Linked DNA regions of Mus musculus: regions 1 and 3 are each linked to region 2. A link is a contact called in public HiCAR-type and HiChIP or PLAC-seq data. All regions are on one chromosome and are shown on one strand. Each heading gives the region's core, a stretch centred on a gene start, on an enhancer-like site or on the middle of the called end of the contact. The rest is flanking DNA. Distances are from core to core; before and after follow the strand shown.

Region 1 (3,542 bases), core at 905-3,404, 310 kb before region 2:
TGGTAAATATTCCCTTATTATTGTTAGTGCCTCACCATACACTCATGTGCACACGCCAATGGTAATCTTGTTAACATCAAGACTTATATTAAAGGAAATATTCTTCCTGTCTAGTCCATAAGTTGCACTTTGAACATTACAAGATATAAATAGAAAGAATAAAATATTCACTTAACATAACTTAAACTATTATGCTCATATTTTAAAATGAGCACTTTTCTTTCCTGCTTATCCTTCATAGCTTAGCAATCAAAATAAGGACATTTATTTAATGCACTCATTGAACACTCAATCCCTGGTTTGTCCTGGGCCATGTACAAGGCCTTCTACAGGTCTAAAGGTTCCACAAGGCACATATGTCATGTAGTCTGAGCCATTCTTCCCTTTGGTATCCTGCTTTCTTTCCAGTACATCTATATCATCCTTGGGTCATGGTGTTAATGCTTGCTTCTTTAGGCATTTTTGCCCACACTTAAAACCGTGGGTTATATGTTCTACAGGTCTCTACATTTCTTGTTTGGACATGTGTACTAGTTCTAGAGAGTTGTAGAGTCAACCTTATTTCTTTCTCCTTCCTCTCAGATCATAGACACCAATGATGCTCTATAAACATTCTATGAGGGAGCATGTACTGTCCACATGCAACTCAGTATTGAACTACTAAAGTGTGACTAGTGCATCAGAAAAACTGCTTTATATTTCATTTATTTTTACTTAATCTTAATTAATATGAATTAAATTTAAATTACCGTATGGAATTAATACCTCTTGTGCTGGAAACTGTGATGTTAAACTGTTGTCAGCTGTCAGAGAACAGGAGTACGTCTTTATTGTTAGTCTATCACTTGGCACAGATATACCACATAGTAGAGTCTAGAGAATTTTAAACATGAAAAGTGGAAACCAAATTTATCCAATCAGGTATAGCCCAAGGCAGAATTAAATAAATCCTATATAGGCTCTCAGAAAAGTGTGTGGGAATCCAGAAGACAAAGCTAGTTATCTGGTTGAAAGAAACCAGGAGAGTATCACAGACAGATTTGAATTTTAATGAGTCCCATGGAATGCACACACTTTATATAATCTGAACCTTATACATTTCTGTAACATCTCATTTGGTGCCTCAGACTGGGGACTAGTCCTTACACAACCTGAATGTGAATTTGGTATGTATAATCTACTCCATACAAATTAATCCATTGCTTAAATTTTAAAAAATATTAAAGTTTCTCTTTATTTGACTTCATAAAGTTTGACCCCAGAGTCTGTTGGTGGGATGTTAAGCTTATGTCCCAGAGGCAACTTGTTCACTTGCATTTTGCTTCTATCAATGGCAATTTAATTGGGTCATCTACAATACCAAAAGCTTATATAGCATGATGAAATACTCTTGTGGAGTTCTGCTGCAAATGATGTGTATGTCCGACATGTATGGCTTTTGCTTGATGGCTTTAAATTAACTACATCCCGTACTGTCAATAATATATTCATTGAGCACTACAGTCAGAAGAAATCTGTGCCCTTCCCTCCCCTCAATGCCCTCCATGTCTCCCACTGGCCCACAGGTTCAACCTCCATTTTGTACTCCAGATGAATTTACATACTGGGCAACAGACTGTGGCAATTATGCAGGGGCACTTATGTACTTCTGCTCATTCTATGTCATCATTGCCTACATCATGCTGAATCTGCTTGTAGGTAAGAGATGTTCATGGAATTATTTTTTCCATCTCTTCAAACTCAGGTACTTGGATAATTATGTACAATTTTCAAGTAATTATCCTGGATTGCTTGGGGCGGGTGTTTCATGGCATTAATTATAAATTGTTGCCTCTCAACCCAGGAGCTGAAAAGACCTTTGAAAGGCATGGAAATGGCAGTTGATTGCAGTTTCAAGAATTGTCCTATTTATTATGCTCATTAATTCCCAAAGAGCTCTTCCCATGGATTGAGCTGAACACAAATCAGGGAGGGCTACTTTCACAGCCTTGAAACATCAGTTTGGTTTTTAAAGATATATTTTGTTCACCCAGCTGCGGGGACATCCAGGCCCAATATGACCTTAAAAATGCCCTGGAAGTCTGAAGTAAGAGTAGGAGCCAGCTGGCATGAATGTCTAACTAGAGTGCCTTTGAGCCCATGACCCTCATGTTTTGGAAAGGCAAGTGATGAATAAATAGCTTAGTTCAAGTGAGAGACATGCCAGCTTGGAAACTGTACTAAAAGCACTTTGAAAAATTGGCTTTATAATGTGAGTGATAACATTTATTATTTATAATAGATGTTTTACTTTTTCTAAAAAATGACAGATTAGCATATTTGTCTAACATCTGATTTTTTTCCCTAGCCATAATTGTGGAGAATTTCTCTTTGTTTTATTCCACTGAAGAGGACCAGCTTTTGAGTTACAATGATCTTCGCCATTTTCAAATCATATGGAACATGGTAGATGATAAAAGAGAGGTAGGAACTGTGGGTGTGGCTTATTTGCTAACAAAGCATGCAAACCCAAGGATTCTGGGTTTGATCCCCAACACCACATAAAACTAGGTGTTGTGGTACATCACTGTACTCCCAGCACTTGGAAAATGGAAGCAGAGAGTTGGATATTCAAGATCTTCCTCAACCTAGGGGTAGGAGGGGAGTGGGCCATTGTTTACCTGCTCAATCTCAAAGAGAACAAATGATACATTTCAAGTATCTTGAATCTGAGAATTGGCATAGACTAAATTTGGAGCTGTCACTGTTGCTTTGCAGTGCCAGGTGTGTATGCAATGACCGGGGGACAGAGTAGTCTCTCCTCGTGTCCTTTCCAACAATGAAGAGCCTGGTCTTTAGACTTTCAAAAGGTCAGCAAGGGAAGAAAATTAAGGATTTTTCAAGGGTATCTGCCTTGGGCTCAAGTAGAAGGAGGGGAATTGCAGCTCCCAGAGGGAAAGCCTGCTACAGACTTACTATCGCCGCAACTTTAAGCAGTCATCTAGATGAACCACACACAGGGATTACAAGTGATGTCTGTGGTGTATCTCAGTGGTTAAGTGTTTGCTGAGCATGTAGAAAGCCTTGGGTTCAATGCCTGGCACCACTAAAAATTAATTAATTACATGGAGACCTGGTTATTCTAAACTACTTCTAAGTTAGTATGTAAAGGTCTTAACCATAAGATTACCCAATACTTCCTAGAATTAGCCAAAGCAGAGGCAAGTTTCTTGTTCTCAGCTACCTCCTTTCCTTTCCACTTTCTTCCTCCTCCTTACCATCCTGCATGTTCCTCCCTTCTTCCTCTCTTCTTTGACCTCTTACTCATCTTTATCTTCCCAAAGCTTAACTTGATCTAGGCACTGAGGTAAAGCAATTCTCAAGTGGCAAGGTTCCTATGGCCACAGAGCTTATATTTTAAAGGAAGAGGTGACCCCTTAAAGGTGAAATGGTTAGACTAATGACAATGGTTAGAATCCCTAATCCAAATTAATTCCAGACTTTGAATTCTTTTTAGTACCAACACAACACTACAAATGGAGAAAGTCACACCAGATTTTGTG
Region 2 (3,896 bases), core at 1,196-3,695:
TTATAAGGCTTTAAAGTATTTTAAATTCTCTATTAAACATTAATTTCAAATCTAATGTTTACTTAACTTGTACATGTAGTAGTGTGGAGGGTATGGCCTATGGGGCTGAAAGGCACTTGGCAATTAGGATGTCTACATAAATTTGTCTTTCAAATATGTTTTGTTTACTCATACAAACATTCATTATAATACCATGCTAATATAATATCACGCTTAGACATATCATGGAGCAGGAGCAGTTGTTTGGGCAGAAACACCATGTACAGGGACGGATTCACAGGGAAATCTTCTCATAGGCTTGATCTTCATCCTCCATGAAGTCCTTCAACTGTGGCAGGCTGGGGATGGCACTGAAGGAGATCCTAGGAGGTCCTTGTGAGCATAGGCCAGGAGCCATCACAGGTAGGCCTGTGTGGGCCCAGTGACACACAGTGCCAGAAGTTCAATGGTCACTGAGGCCAGGGCCATACACAGTCTCAAGTCTTCTTGCTGATGGGAATCCACACTGAGGTTAGAGAAGCCTTGTCTCTGGAGCAGGACAGTTTGATCCTAGAGTAGAGACCACTCCCAATCTTTCAATTTATGTATTACTTCATTAGATGGTAGATTTGTGCTATCAGGGTTCACAGATTGTGACTAGTTGACCAGCATAGGAAGTGTCTACCTTGGGGAGTATTTCATTAGCTTAGTAAAACCTGTCCTGGACTTGACTTGTATTCAAGCTGCCAGGTGGCCAGCCTGGAGCTTGTAATTGTGGCCTGGCTCCTATCAGAGCTGCCTGGTGGCCAGTTTCTTTTTGCTTGTTTGTTTGCTTGCTTTTTTTGTTTGTTTGTTTTTGTTGTTGTTGGTTTTTAGAGATATTGATTTCTCTGTATAGCCCTGGCCGTCCTGGAACTCACTTTGTAAACCAGGCTGGCTTCGAACTCAGAAATCCGCCTGCCTCTTGGTGGGCAATTTCTATCTCACATACATTGCATTATTGCAAGTCGCACAAAATTGTTACTAAGTTACACAATTTCTTTAAACTTATATTCCTAACAATCAGTCAGTTGGTGGAGGAGGCATATAAAGGTAGAGGCACTTATAAATCAGGACCTTGACCATTCATTAGATGCCAGGACTAAAGCCGACTTTGGTTTGTGATACTCTGGCTGTCACAGACCACCAGAAGGAAGGCAGAGAAAGCATGACGGATGTCTTACTATTTGAGATGTGGTGGCATATACAAGGGGAGAAGCTAAGTGGGGAACTAGATAAATAGGTTTGAACTCCGAGAAAGCAAGGAAAAGAAGTGTAAATCTGAAATGTATTGATTGGAGTGTTGGCAGCAGATTAAATCATACAGGGAAATTTGTGGAGTAGGAGAAAAGGATGAGGCTTTTAAAACTCTTAGCGATCATTCAGGGCAGGCAAGCCAGTCAAATAGACTTGGGGGTGGGGTGGGGGAGGGGGACAGGAGAGAGAAAAGGCAATAGGCATAAAGAAGAGGGCATTTTAAGGAGGAGGAAATTGTGAGATGAGGTAGCATTGGGAAGCAAAATGTCCTCTGGCCTTAGTAAGGGCAGAAGACAGCAGAGGTGACTGGCAAATGCAGTTTCCCTGAATGAAAGCCAAATGAATGAAGTTGGAAACAGCTGTGGTTGGGGGTGGAGGTGGGGGTGGGGGAGGGGAGAAGCACTCTGCTTCAGCGATGAAGGGCAGCGAAAGGCAGGGTGACACATAGAGCAGAGGAAAGCTTGGAAGTCACTTGGTGCTGAGGATGCGGACTCCACTCCAAAGAGGGAGACAGATCAGAGACTGATGCTTTGAGGAGGGTCGGAGGTCATTGAGGTTTGAGGTCTGTAAGTCTGGTAGTGGAAAGTACAAAGGTTTTTTCTCTTGAAGGTGGCAGCACAAATAAGTACTAGGAGTGGAAACTGAGTGGGTGACCTTCCCATCAGGAGGGAGGTGTAGCACCTAGTGGTCGTGACTGTATGGCACTGCTCCAAAGGAGGCGCAGTCCTGAGGTTGCACGGCCTTAGGAGGAGGAAGTCACTTCCCGTTTCAAAGGGAGAAAGTGGGGACATTTCTTCAACAACTTCAGACAGAAAGAAGCGTGGAGTTGAGATTTTCTGCAGGGATTCCACAGCCCTCGGCGGAACGTGCGAGACAAGCCAGGAATAGGCTTAGAACGCACGGATCCGCAGGGAACAGCGGCCAGGCCCGGGAACCGCCGCTGCTGCTTCGCGTCCCAGCTGCGCTTTCTCTTCCCAGCAAAGCCTGTCTGCCCCTGCGCCTCCTTCGTGGCGAGCGCTCTGTTCCGACGTCACTCCGACACGGACCAATAAGCGGAAGAGGAGAGCGTGAGTGATGGAAAGGGCAACCGATGGTCCCGCGGCGGGAGGCGGGACTAGACGGGAGCGGGCAGCCGCGAGTGGGAAGCGGCGCGGCGGGGGGCGGGACGCGGCGGGGTGGGAGTGGGAGGGCAGCCCCTCCCCTGGCGGCGGCGGGCTGGGGAGCCGCCGGAGTTTAAGCACGCGGGAGGGGAGATGAGATCGCGGCTCGTGCTCCTTGCAGGTAAAGCGCGGGGCGGCCCGCTGAGGGCCGAGCGCAGCTGCAGGGCGCTCGGAGTTGGGCGCGGGCTCCCGGGCTCTCAGCTGAGCCGCCAGCCCTGCGCTGGGGCCCGGGGGCGGCGCCCGAGCTCTGCACCTCTACTAGAGTTAGCTCCGACACTCGAGCTGCCTCCCGCGGACGCCGCCCCGGGCGGTCTGCGCCTGGGTAGAAGCCGCACCCCGGACAAAGAGCGCGCGGTAAGGGTGCGCGCCCCGAGCTCAAGCTCCGGCACTGCCCTGCTACGGCCGAGGTCGCCGAGCCAGACCCTTGCCTGCTACTGTCTGACCCAGCCGTGCAACAGCTTTGTAACCCGGGAGTCCACCGGGTGCAGCGGCCACCTGGCCGCGGGGTCCCCGCGCCTGGTCGCCAGCTGGCCAAGGCACGGGCGACGGCTGGACACAGCCGGGTAGCTTGGCCGCCCGCCCAGGGTTACACGGAGAGCCACCCAGCAGAGCCAGGAGTGCCAGTTACTCTACGCTCAACTGTGGAGCAAAGCTGGTACCACTGGCCTGGGAGCCTGGAACGGCTGCCAGGAGTTGGGGGAGCCAAGCAGGTGGTGTAGCAACCGCCTCACCTCCTGCGAACTCCACGGGGAGTCTGGGTTGTTGATGTTGTGACTGTGGGCTGTTTGTGTTTTCTTTCTTTTTATAACTACACACAAAAGAAAGGAGGAGTTAGAGGACAGATATCTCCACTGAATCATCCACACTTTGCTCTCTCCCCGTGAACAGATGGATGGGGAGAATTATAGTAAGGATTGACTGGAACCATTTTTGCCCCTTGTACCTGCATCCCCCGAAAGCTGTGCACTATAGGTGGAACTGGGGCAAAGTGAGGTATGCTCGCCCACCTGGGTGGGAAAATGGTTACATGCTAGCAAAGTGGAAACTTTCTGAGGCAGAAATTCTGAATGTGAAACCTCAGATGGGCAGCCACTTCTTGAATTAGGAAGATGGGTCACAACAGGATTCACCTTACTCTGCTTTTGGCCCATCACTACAGAGGATGGCTGGCTCCTTTGCCTCTAGCACAATGTGTGCTAGCTCTCTCTGCATCGTGCCAGATACGGGTGGTCAGAAACTATCACATTATTTAATCTGATTTCTAGAGGCAAGGTTGCCCTCCATCCTGAAGGGCAACTGGCCCTGGATGCATTGCCCTTAATGTAAAGGACAAGAGGCTCTCCATGCCTGTGGAAGAGTCTCCAGTTAGGTGGCTGCAGCCGGTTCCCCGTTTTCCCGGGGTGAATCAATTAGGTTGGGTCACTCTGCCTCATTGCAGCCAGGGCTGCTGTGACCATTGTT
Region 3 (3,934 bases), core at 628-3,127, 260 kb before region 2:
AATGGAGTGAAAGACTTTGGGTACCTTGTGGTGGGAAGATATTGCCATTTTTATATGTGATAGTCAATATCATCCTAGCTGATAGAATAGTATTTCAGTAAACACCTAAAGGAAATGGAATTTGCCAAATAGATAATAAATTTAGGGACTTTAAAATCAAATTTTCCATCACTTATATTTATTGCAATTTTTTATGAAAGCAGAGGTAAAACAGAAATAATTACTATTTTCCTTTGATGACATCAAATTTCCACTTCAAGGATATAGCCATGCTGATTTGTGTTGTCTTATCTCTGTGTCTACCATTTCATCATTAGACACAGAGAAAATAGCTTAGTTAGGCAGTCTCAGCCCTCAAGACCTGTGTTGTCAGCTATCCACAGGAGAAGACCACTTGGACATGGGTTCGAACCAATGGAATGTATTTATTAGCCAGCCTGCAACTACACTGAGTATTTGAAACCCAAGCAAGCCTTTCTCACAATGGGCTTTTGGGCAAAAAAAAAAAAAAAAAAAAAAACCACATCCAAGGTTGACGCACCTCAATTAGCAAGAACAATTATCCAGAATCAGAACTATAGAAGCTAAAAAGCAAGGATAGTACCTCTAGAGATTTTCCCAGGATGATGGACTTTGATGGATTAGATCTTTGTTTATGTTTTGGCAGGTGTTGCTGTCCATATGCTGGTCTCTAAGGCCTAAGTAGTACTTCCATCATGGCAGCAGTTGTGCTAGGGTAGGAGGCCTAGTAAGATGTGGGGGGGCTGTTACTGCTGCATCCAAATCAGTGTGCTGACTCTGCTGCATTCCAGAAGGAAATGTTGGTGAGAAATAGGGGCCTAGTAATAAACCACATTACATTGTGAAAACTTTCTGAATTCTCTTTGTACCCTGAAGCACAAAAATGGATGGCAGTCTACCCTAGAGGTTGGATGACCACTTTCAAAACTTCATGGTGCCCTTGGCTAATGGAAGTAGGGTGACAGCTCATGCTAATTTTAGGTACCAATAAGTTGCTTTGATTTCTTTTAATATCGGATAACTATTTAAACAAAGAAGCTTTAATTTGAAAAACAAAACATACTTATGTAAGGTTAATTTATTTGTATTTATACAAAAACAGTAGTTAAATAAACTTTTCATATTTTCATGTAAGAATTGGGTTGTGAAACCCAAATTTTCTATAGCCTACAAAAATCGCAATGTAGCCCTAGTGACAAATCCATGGGTAAACAAACCTACAAGGGCCCCACCCTTAGAAATTTGCCATATTCAGTTTAGCTCTGACCACAGGAAATAGCAGGGTCATGATTGTGTGCCTACAGATAAGGAAGAACAAATCTCAGAACCTGTGAAATTACTCTCAGGATAAATGAGGAGTCTGCATGACTACAGAAGGCATGCCCTTTTCATAGGAAGACAGCTTTTGCTATGAACCAACACATCACTGGTGTGCCTGGAGAATAAATGAGCCTTGCCTTATTTGTATCTCTGCTAGTTTGTGCTCATTGTTTCCACATACCAAGGTTCCATGCCTGTAGTCATAAGGTTTTTTCCAACCTACTTTAGTAAGCATTCAACCTCTCCTCTAGCTCACCACACACCAGAGGTAGTAGAAAAGTTACTAGGACACAGGTGAAGTAGGCCTGTTTAGAAATAGTTCTTTCTTTCACCTCTGTTTGCTTCAGCAAAATTTTCTTTCACTTGTCTGCTTTAGCAAAACATTCCTTCACCTGTGTTCCTCGGCAAAACATCATTTGACAAAACTGACTTTCCAAAAAAAAAAAAAGAAAAACAGAAATTTCCACTTTACATGCCCACAGGAATGCGCGGAGCATTGTTAAAATGCCTGTGATGTTTAGTGACAGGAGCCACAGCAGGTACTTGCCCTGTACTTGAGATTACCAATCAGTTAATGGTCACAATAGGCATGAGATAGCTGCTCAAGCCTTGTCTTTTTTTTTTAATTAGGTATTTTCCTCGTTTACATTTCCAATGCTATCCCAAAAGTCCCCCATACCCACCCCCACAATCCCCTACCCACCCACTCCCCCTTTTTGGCCCTGGCGTTCCCCTGTCTTATCTTATGAGGGAAATGTTTCAGTGATGGTAGATAAGGCTATACACATAGTAGTGGACAGAGTTCTGATCAGACACCTAATTGTAAGACAACAGCATTCATCATTGTCATGTCTTTCCCTTCAAATAAAAGAAATAAAAGGAACTTACAATGGGCAGAAACCACTCCACCTACACCATTGTGCTTCTGCTGACCCTCACAGATTGGAGCAGTAATCCAGTTAAAGCTGGACATTCATTACTTCCTGACTGACCATCTCCCAGTAGCTTCCAGTTTCCTGCATAATAAAACTGTGTCCAGCATGACCATAACCTGCAGGGCCCTGTACACATGGCCACTACCACAGCTCAGCTGCCCATCTTCTAATGTTCAGCTCATACATTCTGTTCATGTCATTCTGGTCTCCTTGCTCTTCATGAAAGGAATGAGAATAGACATTTCTGTTCCCACAATTTACTTTCTTTTGGAGCATACAGCCATACTCTGATGGGTGGCTCACTGAGATTAAGTTTGTCTTCTGATGCCATAAATCTCAGAAAGACTTCACAGATACCTTCCTTAGGCCAGTGTCAGCTCTGGCATTCTGTGACACCTTACTCTGCTAGCCTCTGCCCCAGCTTGTCACATCTAATAACAATCTACAGATCTCTCTCTTCTCACCCTAAAGCAGAAGCCCAGTGAAGGCAGGATGTTACTGCTCCCTGGAACAGCCATTACTGAAACTAGAATATGACAGAGTGATGCACTGCTACATGAGGCTTTACATGAGTGCATGGTGCATAGTGCACAGCTATGGGAACAGGGAGAACCACAGATACATAAGGGGGTCAAATAGCTTGGAAGTCCTTCTACAAATAATAGAGCTCTTCTTCTAGTTCCTGTAACTTCCCAGAACTTAAAGGATTTATTGGAATGGGCTATAGCTACAAGAATAGGAAGAGAGAAAATTGGAGAACTTCCAAGACTCATCCCTGATGGAATCAGAGCCAGGTGAGTGTGTGGGACAAAGCAGAAGGTGCCTTTCTATAATAACAGCCCTGTGTATCAGCTATCTATTGCAGCAGTACAAATCTCTCATCTCACATCTGTCAATCAAAAGCAGAGCCTTGTTTCTCTGAGTCCTCTGCTATAGTTCTTGCATAAGGTAAGAATGAGCTGTAGCACTTCTTAGGACTCAGCAGGAAGCAGAGTTGCTTCAAACTCACTACAAGGATAGACTTAAGGCACTTTATTTAGCAGGCTATGGTTGATGGAAAGTCTGGTCTTCCCTAACTATTTTCTGGTTGTTGCTGTTAATCATTGACAGGATGGCCTCTCTGTAGAGCAGCCAATCTTCTGAGAGTAAGCTATTGTGGGAGGACTCGAACTAGTCAGAAGGCCCAGTCCTAAATTGTCCCCTAGAAGTGGCATCTACTGGATTCTGTTCATAAGCAATTCCCTAGGTCCAGCCCACACTGAAGGGAAGAAAATTAGCCAAGACATTGATACCAGGAGGTGGAGCCATTGGCAGCCTGTCACAGCTACCTACCACACTCAACAAAGTTAGTACTGAAGACATCCAAAGATTATGTTTATTTAGCTTATCTTTGCTACTGGTCTTGGGATATTTTGTAGAAAACAAAGGAAGTGAACCCAAGGTCACAGTGGGGTTGACTGGAATGCTCTTTCCCACCTCCATAGGACACACACTTAGCCTATTGTACCTTCTCCATGCCCATCTTCAGAACTGCTTATCTTAGCAACAAATAAACCTTACCTTAGCAACAGGAGAACCAGTCCAGCCCTTTTCTTGTATATACATCCTTTTGAAAAGATCTTCCTCGTGGGTCTCATACATGAACCATTTGTTTGAAA

What was found. HiCAR-type assays count read pairs that join an accessible place to other places. HiChIP or PLAC-seq counts read pairs in DNA pulled down with a chosen protein or histone mark.
Region 1: a contact with region 2 is called in a HiCAR-type map of kidney, with 2.9 times the contacts expected there. The contact joins the enhancer-like site here to the promoter of Tmtc4 in region 2. A contact is called at or near these places in 3 of 39 promoter capture datasets (cranial neural crest, neural stem cells and second pharyngeal arch cranial neural crest), 8 of 115 datasets of contacts at active chromatin or transcription factors (acute myeloid leukemia, differentiating embryonic stem cells, embryonic basal ganglia and 5 more) and 1 of 9 other capture datasets (pancreatic islet).
Region 3: an HNF4G HiChIP or PLAC-seq map of pancreatic cancer cells shows a contact between it and region 2. The contact joins the enhancer-like site here to the promoter of Tmtc4 in region 2. A contact is called at or near these places in 6 of 39 promoter capture datasets (cranial neural crest, embryonic stem cells, frontonasal cranial neural crest and 3 more), 2 of 484 Hi-C or Micro-C datasets (both in embryonic fibroblasts), 6 of 115 datasets of contacts at active chromatin or transcription factors (cardiomyocytes, embryonic fibroblasts, embryonic stem cells and 3 more) and 1 of 9 other capture datasets (pancreatic islet).

What each region holds. Positions count from the first base shown.
Region 1 is chr14:123,289,888-123,293,429 of GRCm38.p6, reverse strand. It overlaps Nalcn (sodium leak channel, non-selective), which reads left to right. Exons shown (of 44, transcript NM_177393.4): 37 at 1-2; 38 at 1,566-1,698; 39 at 2,348-2,463. Among named protein-coding and RNA genes, the nearest start is that of AA536875, 120 kb to the right of the region's middle. Within about 2 kb of position 2,154, at least 5 of the 459 cell types and tissues checked have an H3K27ac peak or open chromatin away from gene starts, as enhancers often do. A contact at or near this core is called in embryonic basal ganglia and kidney, where this site is marked.
Region 2 is chr14:122,981,832-122,985,727 of GRCm38.p6, reverse strand. Tmtc4 (transmembrane and tetratricopeptide repeat containing 4) reads left to right here and starts at 2,445. Exons shown (of 18, transcript NM_028651.3): 1 at 2,445-2,556.
Region 3 is chr14:123,240,399-123,244,332 of GRCm38.p6, reverse strand. The region is part of intron 1 of Gm33906 (a long non-coding RNA gene); the gene reads right to left. Among named protein-coding and RNA genes, the nearest start is that of AA536875, 74 kb to the right of the region's middle. Within about 2 kb of position 1,877, at least 15 of the 459 cell types and tissues checked have an H3K27ac peak or open chromatin away from gene starts, as enhancers often do. A contact at or near this core is called in pancreatic cancer cells, where this site is marked.